Regions from separate parts of the Rattus norvegicus genome. Here region 1 is linked to region 2. A link is a contact called in public Hi-C data. All regions are on one chromosome and are shown on one strand. Each heading gives the region's core, a stretch centred on a gene start, on an enhancer-like site or on the middle of the called end of the contact. The rest is flanking DNA. Distances are from core to core; before and after follow the strand shown. Region 1 has its middle 22 kb from the start of Rabgef1. Region 2 overlaps Tmem248 (transmembrane protein 248).

Region 1 (6,867 bases), core at 3,987-6,486, 67 kb after region 2:
TAGCTTCCGCCAAACCAAAAGCTGAGACCGTCGACAGAAAGCATCCGAAGCCTAAAGCAGAGATTCCCCGACTTTGCTCCAATGGCCTTCCTGTTAAGCACCACCAAAGTGTTCGGCAACTGCATTCACATGACTTGCTCAGTAACTATGAAAAGTTCACAGGCTGAGGCAGGAGGAACAGGAGTTGAAGTTACACAGTGAGTTTGAGGGCAGCCTTATCTACTTGAGACCATATTAAATTATTTAAAGCTCATGTTACCATGGTAAATATGTCATGTAAGACAATCTGGAAGTCCTGGGAGGGCCATTATCACTCACACTTGGCTACAAATACTATGACACTGTTTTGTGTCCACAGGCTCCATGCAAGATGCCATCTCTGGCTTAAAGTGCAGTCACAAAACACCACCTGATTTACAATCCCTACTTTCCGTCTAAACATCTACCAAGCAGGAATTCATTGATTCCCTCTCCTTGGTGTTTTCTTTTTTTCTTTTTTTTTTTTTTTTTTTTTGGAGCTGGGGACCGAACCCAGGGCCTTGCGCTTCCTTGGCAAGCGCTCTACCACTGAGCTAAATCCCCAGCCCCGTGCTTTTAAATTTTAATGTTTACATTTATGGGTGTTTTGCCAACACTTACCTCTGTGTACAAAATGCATGCAGTGCCCTCCAGAGGCCAAAAGAAGGCATCAACTTCCTGGGACTGGAGTTACAGAAGGTTATGTATGCCTAGGAAGGTGCTGGGAATCGAACCTGGGTCCTCTGTAAGAGCAGCCAGTGATTTTAACCAGTGAGCCAGCTCCCCAGTCCCTTGCCCCATCTTGACATTGGTGATTACCATGTCGGAGGCAAAATACTTTATTTCATTTTTGGTTGTTTTATGACAAGGTTTTTCTGTGTAGCTCTGGCTGTCCTGGAACTCACTCTGTAGACCAGGCTGGCTTTGAACTCAGAAATCCACCTGCCTCTGCCTCTCAAGCACTAGGATCAAAGGCGTGTGCCACCACCAACACCCGGTTTCTCATCTCGTTTTATACCTGTGTCAACTGACTTCCCTTTCTTTCCAATTTCATGTTGCTCTAAAACACTAGTTGGGTAGGAGGGGAAAGAATTGTCTTAGAAAAGAAGGTAATAAGAAGTTGGTTTCGTGGCTTTTCCTGGGAAGACATGACACTCCAAATAGGGCAGAGAAACAGACTAAGGAAACCCCACACCCAAGCCTGCCTTGCTGAACCACTGTGTTTAATTAGGGATGTTTACAACAGCATGGACGATTTATGGATAGCTACAGCACTGGAGAGACCTCACTATACACACCCCAGCATTTTTTTTTCTGAAAAGATATCTCTAATATCCCAGGCTGTCCTCAAATTTATTATATAGCAGAGGTTGATTATGAACTGCTGATCCTCCTGCCCCTACCTGTCTTGAGATTATAGACATGGGCCACCACACATGGCTCTAGGCTCGTTCCTTGACATTGGCATCATATACTGTAACTAGTGTAATGTACTATTTATTTCAAAGTCAGAATTTAAGGACTCAGGAATTAAGAAGACAGGATTCAGAGTGGGCCATTAAAATCTGGCTTCTTGTCCCTACAACCTTCTGCTCTGTTGGCCTGAGGTCTTAGTTCCAAGGGGAGGGATGCTTCTGCCAGGAGACACAATCATGATTCCTCTGAATCAGAGATTAAAATTGCCATTTTAGCCAGGTGGCCCACACATCCTAGCACTTGGAGGCAGAGGCAGGCAGATCTCTGTGAGTTCGAGGCCAGCCTGGTCTGCAGATTGAGTTCCAAGACAGTCAGGGGGCTTGTCAAAACAAACAAAAACAAAGGGAAAAATAAACATATTCAAGGAGCTGGCATCCGAGTGTGTGTTAGGTTATGCTATGGGGAAAGTATGATCTTGTAGACATAGGAGGGAACACACAACACATCTTCAGGCCGGGTGGAAAACAGGGACTGTAATGGTTAACTTTATATTAACTTGGCTGGGCCACAATGCCTGGGTCAAATATATAATCCTATATACTTCTGACGGGGGATTTTGTGGATGAGATTTACTTTTCTTTCAATTTATTTTTAAGTGCGTGTGTGTGTGTGTGTGTGTGTGTGTGTGAGAGAGAGAGAGAGAGAGAGAGAGAGAGAGAGAGAGAGAGAGAGACCAGAGGCATTGGATTCACCCGGAGCTGTTTAGTGGCCATTCCCAGTCTGATGTGTCCTAGAGTCTAGGCAAAATATTAAGGCCTAGATAGAACGTTAAGGCCTAGGTAAAACCAGGCCTATGTGACAGTTCCCTGGCTAGCATGCCACTATAAGGAAACGTTCTCCTATGTTTTTGTTGTTACCAGGAAACTTTTTTTTAATAATTTATTTTCATTTATATGCATTGGTGTTTTGCCTGCATGTATGTTTGTGTGAGGGTGTCAGATCTTACAGACAGTTGTGACATGTGGATGCTGGGAATTGAACGTGGGTCCTCTTGGAAGAAGCCGTCAGTGCTCTTCACCACCGAGGCACCTCCTCTCCACCAGGAAAGTTTCTAATGCTAAGACTGATTCCATATTCTGCGCCCTCGGAAACCAATCAGGATAGAAGTGAGTAGATGTGTTTCCTATAGTTACCCACAGTAAGCTTGGACCTAAACCAACTACTCACCGGCACCCCCAAAAGCTTCTATGCTATTTGCCTTTCTAAGATGCCTGTGGGATGGACCCCAACCCAAGAGAGACACCTGCACCAATATAAGAAACTATTCGGAATAAGACTTCCATTTTGAGTAGTGGTCCAGTAAAGTTTAAGTTCCCAAGACCTCCCTGGAAACTGACAGCCTACTTGGCAGAAAGACACATGTCTGTGGATAACTGACATACCGGTTGGCAAGTTTAGACATGAATGTTAGGCAAGTCCTATCCTGCTACAGTTGAATATCCCAAGCAATAGGAGCAGGCTAAGTGTACAGCAAAGGCATGCTCCTAAGGAAATCCCTTTAAATCCTGATTTATGCAACGGATGTTTGTGGATTTTGGCCTTAAAAACCCTATAGGATCTTAACTTGGGGTCACGGTTTGGTTCCTGAATTTGGACCTTGGTCTTGGTCATCAGCCCTGGAGTATATGCTCAATAAACTATCCATGTCTGACCGAGAACAATGTTTGGGTGGCTCGTGAGGCACCTCCTGGAACCCAACAATGTGGGTACCAGGGATCAAACTTGGGTCCTTTTCCAGAGAAGCCCACACCCCTAACTGCTGAGCCATCTCTGCAGCCCCGAGATTTACCCTTAAACTGGTGGACTAAGTAGAAAACAGACCGTATTCGGTCTTACGGGTGGACCTCGGGTAGGCAGTTGAGGGTCTGACTCTGGAAAGCAGGTGGGAGTCCTGGCAGAGACAGCTTTCAGAGCATCTTATGCTGTATGCTGGGAGCAAGAGTTTCGAGAGAGACTGCACAGGGCTGAGCCCTAGCCGCTCGCTCCTCTGGTGTACCCCGACTCTATTCCCAATACCCAAATGGTAGCTTTCAACCATCTGTAACCCCAGTTCCAGAGGGATCTGACGCCCTCTTCTGAAAGTTCCAGGTACGCATGTATTAGTACCTAGACATGCATGCGAAATACACTCATATATGTAAACTTAAATTAAAAAAAAAAAAGGAAAACACTGTGAGTTAGGCATGATGGTGTACATCTGAGATCTCAGCATATAGGGGTCAGGTTGTAGAGTCAGGAGATTTACTGCAAGTTTCAGGCTAGCCTGGTCTGTACAAAGGGCAGGCCAGCCAGGGTGACACGGGGTGACCCCGCAAGACCCTCAGCCCTTTGTGCTGATGACCTGAACCTTCCCCGAGATGAGACAAAATAAATACCTCCTCCTTCGAGCTATTCCGGGCAGGTATTTGGCTGCAGAAGTAAGAAACGGAGCTAATTCAGGAGGTAACCAGGGGCTCAGCCAAACCAAGAGGTGTCTGTACCAGTGCAGTTGGAAGATTTCACAGGCGACAATGTGCATGGATTCAAGGAGGGGATGCCACAGCAGCGTACAATGAACTCTGTGTAGGAATGCAAGGACCGCCAGAGTTGTGTGACTTTGGTACTACCCAAGATTGGGAAAATGACGACAATGAATGCAGGAGAGAGGGGTAAAGAGCGCCCATTCTTTTTTTTTTAAATATTAGCCGTTTAGGTCATTTTTTAAAAAGATTTATTTATGATATATAAGTTGCTGTCTTCAAACACACCAGAAGAGGGCATCAGATCTCATTATAGATCATTGTGAGCCACCATGTGGTTGCTGGGATTTGAACTCAGCACCTCTGGAAGAGCAGTCGATGCCCCTAACTGCTGAGCCATCTCTCCAGCCCAAGAGTACCCATTCTTAAGTAGCCATGCAAGCCGCGATATTACCAGGTGATTTGAGTATAGCATTTCATTCGCGTCTGAGGAAAGAAGCCCAGATGAGATTATAAACCTGGATCAATAGACGTACAAACGGGATATGTATTAGTCAGGGTTCTCTAGAGCACAGAACTTAGAGAAGGTCTCTCCATACTAAGGGAATTTATTGTCCTCCAACTATGGGCAGCTGTGGATGGGAAGTCCCAGAGTCTAGCAGTCGCTCAGTCCATGAGGCTGGTTGTTTCAGCTGCTCTTCTGTAGGAGCTGGGATCCTGAAGAAGTAGGTTCCAGAAGATGTGCTGGCAAGTAAGTGCAAGCAGAAGAGTGAGCCTTCCTTCCTCCATTGTAGGCCTCCAGCAGAAGGTGTGGCCCAGATTAAAGGTGTGTACCACCACCCCTGGATCTGGAACTTACTTGTCCCCCGATGACTTGAACTCAGAGGTCTCCTTGCCTCAGTGTCTTGGGATTAAAGACGTGTACTACACTTTTCATAGCCACTATGCCTCAAGACCTCCATGCCAAGATCCAGGTCAGAAACTTGTGTCTTCCAGCCCCAAGATCTGGATCACAGGTGTGCCCTCTGATTAAGGATGGTAGCTCATTTGAGATAGTCAAGTTGACAACCAGGGATAGCCATTACAGGAGAGTTATTAATGGAATGTCTCTCAGTTTCAAATTCACCTTTCATTGCTTTTTTTTGGGAGGGGAATCAATGGAAACAGAGACCTTTCAATTTTTTAAGAAGCGATACTTCTCTTTGTCGGTAGTGGGCGCTGGTGAGTCATGGAGCAGACAGGCATTTGCATTCCGGGTTGTGCTGGGTCCAACCCCAATGTGTGTTGAGTTTAACGGGAACTGCTCTGTGTTGGTTTACACTGCAGTGGCCCCAAGCAAGCATTTGGAGACTTCCCTGCCACTCTGCGAGTCAAGAAGAACTGGACCTCAATGTTGGACAGAGAAAGGAATTCTTCCTTTGGCCTTTATCCTAATTCTAAACTAAGGCTTCTTGAACGACACTTTTTTTTTTTTTTTTTTGGTTCTTTTTTTCCGGAGCTGGGGACCGAACCCAGGGCCTTGCGCTTCCTAGGTAAGCGCTCTACCACTGAGCTAAATCCCCAGCCCTAAACTAAGGCTTCTTAATTTTTTTTTTTTACTCCTGACCACTAGGGGTAGAGCTTGACATTTTCTATAACTGGGTATATGGATAGATAAAATAGGTTCACGAGCCAAACAGTTACTAGAAATAAATCACAGGGGGCTGGAGAGACGGCTCAGCGGTTAAGAGCACCGACTGCTCTTCCAGAGGTCCTGAGTTCAAATCCCAGCAACCACATGGTGGCTCACAACCATCTGTAATGGGATCCGATGCCCTCTTCTGGTGTGTCAGAAGACAGCTACAGTGTACTCATATACAAAATAAATAAATAAATCTTAAAAAAAAAAAGAAATAAATCACAAAAGAATTGAGAATAATTCTTTAGCATGTGATATGTATGTGTGTGTATGTATATGTATATATATAGGTATACAAATATATGCACAAATGTGCACACATATATGTATGTGTATATAATATATATACATGTGCATTATATGCACACACACATATATAATTTTACCATTTATAAAAGGTGAAGACAAGGGGCTGGAGAGATGGCTCAGCGGTTAAGAGCACCGACTGCTCTTCCAGAGGTCATGAGTTCAAATCCCAGCAACCACATGGTGGCTCACAACCATCTGTAATGGAATTCGATGCCCTCTTCTGGTGTGTCAGAAGACAGCTACAGTGTACTCATATACAAAATAAATAAATAAATCTTAAAAAAAAAAGAAATAAATCACAAAAGAATTGAAAATAATTCTTTAGCATGTGATATGTATGTGTGTATGTATATGTATATATATAGGTATACAAATATATGCACAAATGTGCACACATATATGTATGTGTATATAATATATATACATGTGCATTATATGCACACACACATATATAATTTTACCATTTATAAAAGGTGAAGACAAGGGGCTGGAGAGATGGCTCAGCGGTTAAGAGCACTGACTGCTCTTCCAGAGGTCATGAGTTCAAATCCCAGCAACCACATGGTGGCTCACAACCATCTGTAATGAGATCCGATGCCCTCTTCTGGTGCGTCTGTAGACAGTGACAGTGTACTCGTCATATATAAAATGAATAAATAAAATCTTTTTAAAAAAGGTGAAGACAAATTTGCATTCTAGTGAGACCCATAAAGAACTAAATCTTAGGGGTTGGGGATTTAGCTCCGTGGTAGAGCGTTTGCCTAGCAAGCGCAAGGCCCTGGGTTCGGTCCTCAGCTCCAGAAAAAAAAAAAAAGAGTTGCCTTGGGGGACTGGAGAGATGGCTCAGCGGTTAAGAGCACTGACTGCTCTTCCAGAGGTCCTGAGTTCAAATCCCAGCAACCACATGGTGGCTCACGACCATCCGTA
Region 2 (6,076 bases), core at 2,567-5,066:
AGACCCAGCACTTGCAGTTTCTCTCCTCCCACTTCGCCTCTCCCAGTGCTACAAAGGAACCCAGGGCCGCACACACACAGCCCAGAGCTCTAACCACGAGCTGTATGTCTGGCCCATTACCCTGACTGACACGCTTTTAGGAAGAGACTGTGCATGTGATACCTGAAGACCCGGCTGAGTGAGACGCACAGCAACCAGTCCTTCTTGACTTCATGACGTCCAATTCTCAAGAGGAGAGACAGCGAGACACAACAGAACATGGAACCTATCTCGGCTGCTGCCTCAGAACTCTGAAAGGAAAGTAGCTGACACACACCTGACAATCCAATCTGATGGCCAAGGATGGTGGAGTACAGGTGTGTGACATTTCGAGAGTACCCTCCAAAGGGCTTGAGAGGGTCCAAGGTCAAGGTAATGGCCACTGAAATATTGATGGGGCCTGACTCCTCCAGGGACTGGGGCGGCTGGGTGGACGATCTGGTTTGCCCGATGGTCATGGTGCTCTCAGGTGTGGTGGTATCGTTGGAGAGATGCTTCAGTGTCTCATTTTCTGATACACACAAGTCCAAATCATTAAACCGGAGCAGGAAAGTATTCCAATCCTTCAGCAAAATAAAACAGAGACGATATGAAGTCCCAGCATCTCCAAGGCAGAAACAGCCATGACCCTGGACTGCCACACAGCACAAGAGGAAAAGAGTGACTAGAGATTGACCATCTCAAGTTACAACACAGCACCCTGAGTAGAACAGGCCGATATAACTGTGTTAGCCCTGGTGATCTGCACACTCTGCAGTGGTTGAGAATTCAGCATTCTGTAATTAAGAGAAAAATCAACTAGTCTCAAAATCAAACTCAAAAAGGGATCATGAGGGGCTGGAGAGAAGCCTGCTGGGGTGACTGCCATTCCAGAGAGTCCCAGCACCCAGCATGGCAGTTACTAACTGTAACTCCAGCTCCGAGAGACCTGACACCCGCTTCCTGGCACTTCCCACACATTAGTGCAGACATAAATGGGAGCAAAGCATCCATACACATAAAGTAAATAAATGCAAAACACACACACTGAGGGCTGTCTCCAAGCCTCGGTGGTTAAGAATACTTGCTACTCTTACAGGGAACCAAGTTCCATTCCCAGCACCCACATCACCATGGGTGCTCACAACCATCTGTTACTCCAGTGCCAGAGTATCCGATACCCCTCTTGTGTTCCTTGGGCCCATGGCGCACATATTTACATGCGGGCAAACACTCATGCATAGACACTAAAAATTAAAAAAAAAAAAAAAGAGAGAGAGAGAGAGAAAAAGCAATCAGCCAGTCAGAGGTGGTGCACACACAGGGGGATCTCTGAGTTCGAGGCCAGCCTGGTCTACAGAGTGAGTTCCAGCACAGCCAGGGCTACACAGAGAAACTCTACTTTGAAGAAAAAGAGGGCAGAGGATCTTGAACAAAAGTGGAGACACATTAAAATCACTAATTCTCATTTACTTTATAACTTTGTTTTAAGATGTATGTGTTTACATTAATATATGGGTATTTTTACGTATGTATGGCTGTTTACCACACGCATGCCTGAAAGCTTGCAACTGTCTGTAACCCCAATTACAGAGAATGCAACATCTTCTTCTGGCCTCTGAGGACACTGCATGCATGAATAGCAGACACACATGCAGGCAAAACATGCATATGTATTTAAAATAAACAAATACACAAATAAAATGCTTGGTGGTGCAAACATTTAATCTCAGCACTTAGGAAGCAGAAGTCAGACTAATCTGTAGAATATCAGGACAGCCAGAGCTGCACAGTGAGACTATGTAAACAAATAAATAATAAGCCAATGAGAAATATAATAAAGAAAAAGAACTGTGCCAGAAGTAAAAGTGCCCTTTACTTCTCTTTAGGATCTAGGACTCGCATATTTTAGGTTAGCATACAAGGCAGTGGGTTCCTCACAGCATCTTCAGGATGCACACTTTATTATCCACCGCTCTCACTCACTGTTCCCCTTCTCCATGCCCACTGAACACTCTCTCTTCAGACCCTTCTGAAACACAGTCCAGGACGGCTTTGAACTCACACTCCTTCTGCCTCAGTCTCCCCAGTGCTGGGATCACAGGAGTGCACCACCATATCCAGCGTTTGTTTTATAAATACACTCTCCCAAATGCATGTTTCTCTACTGAAAGTCTACTTAAAACTGAGAGTATTACTTAAAATAACTAGGTATTCCCTAAAGTCACAAGAAAAAAGACAGGAAGTTCTACATAAGTATGTCTTTTGCTGACGTATCTACTATCTGTGTGCCCTTGAATGGCAGAGCCAAGAGGATGTGGAGTTCAAGGCCAGCTTGGGTTTCAGGAGACCTTGTCTCAGAAAGAACTGTCCAGGTCTGGTTAGACATGACACATCATCCCAGCATTCAGGAGGCTGGGGCAGGAGAGTACATCAGGGTCCAGGCCACCCAATACACAGGAAGTTTCAGACTAGCCTGCAGCATAGACTGAGACCTTGAAAATAGAAAGAGCTGTCCTCCACTTCTCTACAGGGCCATCCAGCACAAGTAGACATTAGCAGTATACTGACCTCAGCCATTTCTGGGGACTTAATCTCCTTGATCTTGAAGAAGTAGCCCAGGGTGAGGAAGGCGATGGCCATGGCGCTGACACTGATCATAAAAACCACCAACGGTGGCCGGCTGCTGATGTACAGCTTCAGGTTCTCCAAGGGGTTAATGCTGAACATGCTTCTCACCAGCGGCAACCTGCAATGAATTCAGCACGGGACTGAGTGCAGGCCTTGTCTGCACTGAGCTGGAGCCCACTTCAGTCTCATGTCAAAGTACTGCGGAGCAAAGGCGGAATCTGAGGACATGTCCATGCAGAGGGTTCACTTGGAAGACTGGAGAGGCAAGCATGGCGGTGCACACCCGTGACTCCAGGAAGTAGAAGACCAGGAGTCAAAGTTCTTCCTCAGCAACAGGCAAAGCCGGCCCACACTGTAAAAGACAGCCTTTCTAAGAAAGTAAAAAGTTCTTTTAAAAAAGGAAAATAAAGAGGAGGGGACGGTGGAGCTGTGGGCTCACTTGGAAAGTGCATGCCCAGCCTACATGAAGCCCTGGTTCCCATAGCGGCACTGTGTAAACAGGCAGGCAGGGACGCACACATCTGTAAGGTAGCACTTGACAGACAGACAGGCAGGCAGGCAGGCAGGCACAGAAGGACCACGCACACGGTACATTATTATCATTGTTAGCTCATGCGCACATGAGACTTTATCTGCTGCTCTGCCTGCAGAGGCTAATCAAGTGCTGCACCACTGAGCTGCATGTGCCGCCTCCCGCTGCCCGTGAGTCTAGCTCATGCGCACATGAGACTTTATCTGCTGCTCTGCCTGCAGAGGCTAATCAAGTGCTGCACCACTGAGCTGCATGTGCCGCCTCCCGCTGCCCGTGAGTCTAAGCGAGCTGCCTGTGGCCTCTCTTGGGTGTCTATGCAAATAACCACAGTTTAGAACAGGGCACCAGCAGTGCCTCTTTTGAATCCTTTTCCTGTTCAATGAAACAGCAGTAGCGGTCATAAAACTCTCGCCTCACTTCTGAGTTTCACTAAAATGCTTTGCAAAGCCTCACTGTTAAACCTGGACTCAGCACAGGCCTCTGATGGGAGGCTGTGCTGCTAGTTTTATGTCAACTTGACTCTCCTAGAAGAAGGAGACTCTAATAAAAAAAAATGTCCCGATTAGACTGGCCAGTGAGCAGACCTGTGGTGCGTTTTCTTGGTTAATGATCAATGTGCGAGTGGGCAGTGCCACCGCTGGATGCTAGGAGAAAGCAGGCTGAGCAAACCGTGAGCAGCGAGCCAGTAAGCAGCACCCTCCACAGCCTCTGCATCAGCTCCTGCCTCCTCCACGTTCCTGCCCTGTGTGAGTTCCTTTGATGATCTGTAAGTGGATGCCAAATAAACCTTATACCCCACCCTGCTTTGTTAATGGTGTCTATCACAATGTCAGAACCCTGACTACAGCAGAAGACTTCTCTTGAGTGTGAAGAAGTACTCAACTCTTTCTTAGAAGTTTACAAACGATTTTCACTATACTGTTATTTCTTTTTTTTTAATGGGGAAAAGGGTTATGACAGGGTTTCCTGTATCTCAAGCTGGCCTTGAACCCTGAGCTTGCCACCTCTGTTTCCCAAGTACTGGGACTATAGGCATATGCTCCCGTGCCTGCTTGTTTTTCTCTTGGTTCTGAGGATTTAACCCAAGGCCTCTTGTTTGATAAATAGCTATTGAATTCAACCAAATACTATATTTCAATGAATAATTCATCTGCAATGTCTAAACAATCAATTTTTGTCTTTTACTCTGTTAACATAAATAATCTGATTAATCTTTTTCAAGCTGATTGCATTGGGTGCTTTTGGTATGACTGAGAATTGAAGAGTTTTGTTCTGGTGTTAGGGGGAGAACACATGATAGATCACAGAACTATACCCCAGCTCGTGACCAAGGCTTTAAAGCTACTGGGATAATATATTTGCTCCTTTACTCCCTGTTTTTCTATGTATTCAGAAATGAGATAAGACTAACTTGGCATTTTGCATAGCTATCTTTTTTTTCCTTCTTTTTTAAAATTCTTGAAACAAGATCTTCCTGTGTAGCATGGACGGTCTGAAACTTCCTATGTATATGAAGCTGGCTCCAGAATCACAAAATCCACCAGCCTCTGCCTCCCAAGCACTTGGATTAAAGGGCTGTGCTACCAGGAATAAAATGCACTTCTACTTCTTAGAAATTTGACTGACTTTGGCCAGAAAATCATGAGTCTGCCAAGTATTTGTTTTCTATTTTGAGGAGGCTATCTTAGCTACTTTAATGATTTTTAAATGCCTATATGTCTATTTTTTACTTCTGGTGAGTCAAATTTGATAAAACAGGTATTATAAGAAATTATCCATTTTATATTGGCTTTTAAACATCATGGTGTAGAATTACTTTAGGATTTATTTTATTTGTGTATCTTTGTATGTTTGTGTGAGTATGCACATGTGTGTAGGTAACTGGAGGCCAGGAAAGAGCAATGATCCCCTAAAGGTGGAGTTCTCGGTGGTGGTCAGCCTGCTCACATGGCAGTGGATCTAGGGCAAGTCCTCTGCAGAGTACAAGCCTCTGAGCCTCTGAGCACCTCTCCAGCCCTTTATTAGTAGTTTTATTGTTGTTTAATAACTTAGTTGGACTAGAACTGTAGCCAAGGAGGACTTTGAGCTTCTGAACCTCCCGCCTCTACCTCCACAAGTTGGCATTTCAGGAATGCACCACCACACCCATTAGTGCTGGAAGCTGAACCCAGGGCAGCTCAAAGCCTGCACCTCTGAAACTTTCCAGTTGTCTGGTATTCCCAAACTGTAAATCTCTCAAGAGTAGGGAAATAATCTTACCTGTCTGACTCAAAATATCTTTACAGCAAACAGATTAGAACCAGGTAAGGATGGGGAAAGGTACTAAGTAAGTTAAGTGGGAGCAAGAAGTTTTAGTGTTCTGTTCTACAGTAAACCATTCCTAAATAATGCGTAGTCCAGGCCTTGAACTGATTCTCCTGCCTCCCTCCACCTTTCAAGAGCTGGGATTACATACTACTAAATACAAGGGAGCAACTCCATGCCTGGCATAAAAGCATTTTTGAACAAAACTATCAAGACTCTAAATAGTTCACAAAACTCAAAGTCACTCATTTTCAAATAGGAAATTAGAGGCTGGCTGTCTTTTATGTCTTTATCAGCAAAGAGGTCCAAGGTTTCTGAACCAGGCATGGCATACACTTTAATCCCAGCAATCAGGAGGCGGGCAAAGGTAGGCCAGCCAATATCTGTGAGTTTGAGGCCAGTCTGGTCTATAAAGTTTCTGGCCAGCCAGGGCTACATAGTAAGACTTTCCTTTAAGTTTAAAAAAAAAAAAAGTTGGGCTGGAGAGATGGCTCAGCGGTTAAGAACACCCGACTGCTCTTCTAGAGGTCATGAGTTCAATTCCCAGCAACCACATGGTGGCTCACAACCATCTGTAAAGAGATCCGATGC

Evidence for each region. A called contact is a pair of places that touch in the nucleus more often than the background predicts.
Region 1: a Hi-C map of liver shows a contact between it and region 2, with 2.5 times the contacts expected there. The contact joins two enhancer-like sites. A contact is called at or near these places in 2 of 12 Hi-C or Micro-C datasets (frontal cortex and liver).

Annotation. Positions count from the first base shown.
Region 1 is chr12:32,142,670-32,149,536 of GRCr8, forward strand. No RefSeq gene overlaps it. Among named protein-coding and RNA genes, the nearest start is that of Rabgef1, 22 kb to the left of the region's middle. Within about 2 kb of position 5,237, at least 1 of the 93 cell types and tissues checked has an H3K27ac peak or open chromatin away from gene starts, as enhancers often do. A contact at or near this core is called in liver, where this site is marked.
Region 2 is chr12:32,077,370-32,083,445 of GRCr8, forward strand. Tmem248 (transmembrane protein 248) reads right to left here. Exons shown (of 10, transcript NM_001004204.2): 5 at 2,590-2,767; 6 at 317-602. The coding sequence starts at 2,748. Among named protein-coding and RNA genes, the nearest start is that of Tmem248, 13 kb to the right of the region's middle. Within about 2 kb of position 3,817, at least 15 of the 93 cell types and tissues checked have an H3K27ac peak or open chromatin away from gene starts, as enhancers often do. A contact at or near this core is called in liver, where this site is marked.